Regions from separate parts of the Gossypium arboreum genome. Here region 2 is linked to region 1. Evidence: chromatin contacts called from public Hi-C data. All regions are on one chromosome and are shown on one strand. Each heading gives the region's core, a stretch centred on a gene start, on an enhancer-like site or on the middle of the called end of the contact. The rest is flanking DNA. Distances are from core to core; before and after follow the strand shown.

Region 1 (2,697 bases), core at 118-2,617:
GCTCCTTCCATACCCCCTGACCGCGCCAATCGCTGTGGTTTGATGAGGTTGCTTCGCCTAAATCCATGGCAGCGGCTTTCATTATTTCACTGAGTCTAAATTCAGCTTCTTGAACAGTATCCGAGACTTTGATCAATACCCTTTTTGCTTCATCGGTTCTACCTTTCATCACCAGCCAACGAGGTGATTCTGGCATTGCTGTAACACCAATTCCAATGGCAATTGCGGGTACTGCTGCGAGGCCAAGCATCAGTCTCCAATTTATGTTTTGGGGCAAACCTGATAAGGAAAAGTTAACGATGTAGCCTAGCAGGATGCCAGACACAATGAATACCTCAGGGAGGGAAGTGAGGAACCCACGTTTCATAGCGGGAGAGATCTCAGCTGTGTAGAGAGGTGCAATCATAAGGGAATAGCCAACGCCAATGCCAGCAACTATGCGGCCTGCTAGGAGCAACGGAAAAGAAGGTGCAAACCCCATTAAAAGTGCACCCACAAGGAATGTGGCTGCCGCTAGAACAATTGTGTAACGTCTGCCTATGTAATCTGATGTTTTGCCAGATGCAAGTGAGCCTACAAGTGAAAGTACATTCAAGCTACCCACCAAGATTTCTACTTGAACAGATGTGATTTTGAGGTTTTCTTTGATAAACAGCACTGCTCCACTCATTACACCAATATCTGCACAAGAAATAAATAAACAGAGCAGTTCGCCCTAAAAAAGAAGCCCACTGATTTGGCCAAAAAAGAAGCCAATACAAGATACGGGCATTAATAAATCGTGGGATATTGACAATTTTAGGGTTAAAAAAATCGTAGTAGTTGGAAGAGAGACAAATTGAAAGCGAGACTCACCATAGCCTAAGAGAATCGAGTTTGTGGAGGCCAAAAGAGCACATAAAAGAGTGAACTTGTTCAGACCAGCGGTGCTTGTATGGCGAAAATCATCTTCACCAGCCGCCTTCTGTTGTTGGGATTCCATCTCATTGGCGTCCATTTGAGCTACTCTGCGCTTTTTCTAACCTTAAAGCACTTGTGAAAGAGAAAAATAGGCGTGGGAAGTGTGGGGGCCAAAACGAGGAGGTTGGTTTTGGATGGATAAAACGAGGAGTCGGTTGGAAGTAGAGTTAATGGAGTCTGTTTGGATCCCCCAATGGAACTCAAACTGCGTGACAAATCAGAAAAATTGCAAATGGAGCTGAACTGGCATATGTAGGGCTAGGAATGAACAGGTTCGCAGTAGTGGGCTGGAGATATCATATTAAAATATCATGCTTCGTCACCTGCCATTTCGCCTTTCTTTGTCCTACAAAAAAACTATTACTTACAATGGGTAATTGCAGGTTTCCATTCAAATATGCATAAATTATAAATTTATTCTTTTCCAAACTTTGAAATTTTATTTTTTACCTAAATGGTATTTTCAATTCAATTATGTTACACTTACGGATATCTTTTTCTTATAGGCAATTAAAGAGCTACTCATATCCCAAGTCCCCACAGAACAAAATCTTATCAAGGATAGTAAAAGGTCACCCACTGATGAATGGATGAGCAGTATCGCATAATAACTCTGCTTTTATACTAGAAAAGGAAACCACCACGAGCTAATTAGCATCTTCAAATAAAACATGAAATTGTGGGACAATATTACCAGAAAATTGATTATCCATATTCCATACAAGACAAGTAATAGTTTACTCAATCAGAAATCACACCTTGGCTTGGCTTGGCTTGGCTTGGGCCAATTCTGCTCTCATATTTTTATAACTTTATAAAAAGTTCACAAAACTATTAGTAACTTTACGTTTTAGTCATTTAACTTCAAAAAGTTACAAAATGATCACTAAATTATTTGAAAGTTTTTATTTAAGTCACTGGGCTGTTAACTTTTTTTCTTAGAAAAGCCTGGTTAGTGAGCTTCAAGCGGTGATTTGACAATCGATATAGTGGATCAATGCCCATCAACGAGTAAAAGAGCATACCTTAGATCTAAGTTGATCTGATGGTCTGTATCAAAGTTTAGAGAAGAAAATTGTTTAGATTTTAGTTTGCATATTTGTAATGTTCAAATCATTTCATGAAAAAAAATTGAACTTAGAAGAGAAGGAGAAGGAGAGTTTCGATTGGTGTAGGCGGTGCTAATAGAGAATACCATATAGCAATTATTTTAATAATCCAGTGATTTAAATAAAAACTTTCAAATAATTTAATGATCATTTTACAACTTTTTAAAATTAAGTAATCAAAACGTAAATTTATTAATAATTTAGTTATCTTAAAAACTTAATCTAAAAAAAAAAAAAGCATAATTTGAAAAGTTAAGTTGATTATGTGGTTATGAAGGTGGAAACCATGAGTCTCTACTCTAGTATTAAGCTTTTTTTTCCTTGCCATTAAATGTTTAGAAACAAAAGACACTTCCAGTTCCGTATGCCAAACATTTTCGCTAAGGTTATTTATTAATTAATTAAATTAATATGAATTAATTTAAATTTATTTAAAAACTTTACAATATCAGTAGATGTCTTTGTATTATTTATTTTATTTTTAAACAAATTGGTGTATCCAAATAGTTTTTATAAACCACGGGCAGAATGGGTGTATAGTATTGTAAACTTTTAATAGCTCCATGAAATCCAAAGATATTTCAATATCATTTTCAATTTGTGGGCAAAACCACATAACTTCCAGCAC
Region 2 (2,697 bases), core at 76-2,575, 370 kb before region 1:
GTCTTAAGTGGCATCAATTGGGGAAATTAAAGAAAAAGTGGGAGAGAAGGGTTGTATCAGAAAAAAAAAACAAAAGTAAAAACGCAGAGATTTACAGAAATAATTATGACAATTTCAAGTCTGGACCTGTCCAAAAATCCTCTCACGCAAAACATGGGAGAGAAGGGATGAATCAGGATCTCACTGATCGATATTTTGGCTTGAGTTGACTCTTCTTGGAGAATCTGGGGGTCCCAAAATTTCTGCATACATTTCCATGAGAAACTTGTCGACAATATCAAGATAGGTAGGACAAGTGAGTCGAGAATAGTATTGAAGAACCTCTTCAATGTCAAGAACATGTTCCATATTGCTCATATCCATCATCTCTAGCTCTTTCAGCTTTTGTGGCACTGATAAATTCCTTTCTTCTCTTCTTCTCTCGCCTGAATTACAATCCTCTCGTCTGTTCCCCACCTTGGCACTCCTCGTTTTATGCTGCTTAATGTCCTGATGGTCATCTCTTCCTTGTGTCGTAGACTGCTTCATATTTCCCTTATTGTTTCCTTGTCTTTGCGCTTCTATATTATGAGTTGAAAATTTTATCTTTTTCCTGTTGTCATTTCTTTCCTTTGGGTTGCCATTGTCGTTGGGATTCACGGCAACGCCTGCAGCGGTGAATGAATAGGGATTGTACGGAGAGGCTTTGGGTAGCCTTTGGTAAGGTTCAGCATCAGTACCAGAGAAGAGAGACTTGAAACTTCGTAAGGTTTTCTGAAAGAACCTTTTGGTATTGGAAATGGAATTTCGAAGCAGCATTGGTTACGGATTACAAAGAGAGTCAAAAGGGGAAATCACTTATTTGGTGACGGTGATGAATACAAATAATAGAGGAGGAGCCATTAAAGGGTGTTTTGAAAAACTTGGATTGAAACAACGGAAATTAGAGAAAGGGTACTGTTTTTCTCACTTTGGGGGTTGTTCTTATGTTTGTCGTCGTTTCACATAAGCTCCTTATTATTGTTGTTGCATTGGGTTTTGTTCTTTGGTCACCAAAAGAGTCCCCACTAGCACTAGTGTTCATCAAACATATGTCAAAGCTTTTAATTTATGGAAGATTTGGTGATGGTTTCTTGCTCATTAATATTATAAATAAAGATAGTATTTCGTGGCTTTTACTTTTGGTGGTGGAGTTGGTGTGGTGTGTAGCCGCTTTTAGAGGAGGAAAGGACAGCGGCCCTTCCTGCGCTGGTAGTTGAATTGGGCCGCCGGTTTCTTCATATATACCAATTCTAGATTTTATCATAATTTTCCAATCAAATATTGGTCTCTCACTTTTAATCACTTAAATCGATGATGTTTATTACTAGGTTGAAAATTGGTTTAATTTAATCATCTAAAGGACACTTATACTATAGGTCTGGGAGCAAATAAGCATTTCAATATTTAATTCTAAAGCAAAAAGGGAAAAGTTAAATATTAAAATTACTAGTTTATGGTGTTCTAAAATGTAGCTTAATTTAATTATTGTCAAAATTTTCGCTATTTAAAAAGTTTACCTCTTCACTTTAAAGTTTAACTAAGTTGCTTACATTTAACTAATTTTCGTACTTGAGTCAAATGGATTGACTGTAAAATTTAGGACATTGAGTAGATACTTAAAATAAAAATATACGATTTTTCTTTAAATAAATGAACCAGCATAAATTCATAATATAAACAAACCCGTGAATCACGGAGCCAGTTGGACTAGCACCATTTTTAATATCTTGCACCAATAAAATAAACGCTTCTTCTTTCATCAAAATAAAATAAAATAAAATAAAATAAACGCTTCTTCAAAAATTACCTCTAAACTATACCTACGTGCTTATTCAAACAACGTTGCTGTTACTCATTTCCCCCTCACCTAACGCCGTTAGACAAAAAAAAAATCTGCCAAAACTTGACACGTCACCAGCCAACTGTTATTTTTAGTATTCTATTTTATTTTATAAAAATTTAGAAGAAATTAAAAAAAAAAATTCCCCCTCCCCCCACCACCGCTTTCCTGCAATCAAAAGCTTTTTGGTTTTGCAAACGATGCTTTGCGACCCGAATTGTTCAAAACATATTAGGGAAAAGGCTGCGTTTGGTGTAACCGCTTTGATTCGAGTCAATAAAGATGTCTTAGAAGGTGAAGTGAATAATTGAAGCTCCTCTGGAGATGAAATCAGCTCATAGCTTAAAAGTTTTATGTGAGTTAATTACATATATTAAATCTCCCTTTGCTGATGAAATCCTATGTAAAGAAGAAACTCCCAAGATGTTAACTTTATTACAATCCAAATATTTGGGTATGAAAGTTGTGGTATTTGATTGCATTCTTGAAATTGGTTACTTTCGGCGTAAAGAAACTGTTGATGCTATGCTTAATGGAGGTGATAAAGGATGAGAATGATGAATGCAAAAACGGATCATAAAATTTGTCAAAGTTCCGGATTTAATTTAGGCCTCTAAACGTTCAAAAAAAAACTTAGATTTTGACACAGCCTGAAATGAAATTAAATCCAAGCCAGATAAAATAATTAAAATAAAATAGTAAATCAAATATTAAGAAAGCGAATAAAAAAATAAATAGAAATATAGAACGTAGCGTGTAAAAGTCTTACGAAGCCTTGGAAACACCAAGAATCCACAACCCCCTTCAAGCTACTCTAATTTCCCACCAAGATAGAA

What was found. Hi-C and Micro-C count contacts between places; a contact is called where the count stands out from the background.
Region 2: a contact with region 1 is called in a Hi-C map of leaf, with 3 times the contacts expected there. The contact joins the promoter of LOC108485431 here to the promoter of LOC108464555 in region 1. A contact is called at or near these places in 2 of 5 Hi-C or Micro-C datasets (both in leaf).

Annotation. Positions count from the first base shown.
Region 1 is chr6:128,079,164-128,081,860 of ASM2569848v2, reverse strand. LOC108464555 (probable polyol transporter 6) reads right to left here and starts at 1,367. Exons shown (of 2, transcript XM_017764944.2): 1 at 856-1,367; 2 at 1-681. The coding sequence starts at 997.
Region 2 is chr6:128,453,150-128,455,846 of ASM2569848v2, reverse strand. It overlaps LOC108485431, which reads right to left and starts at 1,325. Exons shown (of 1, transcript XM_017789269.2): 1 at 1-1,325. The coding sequence starts at 798. The coding sequence ends at 181.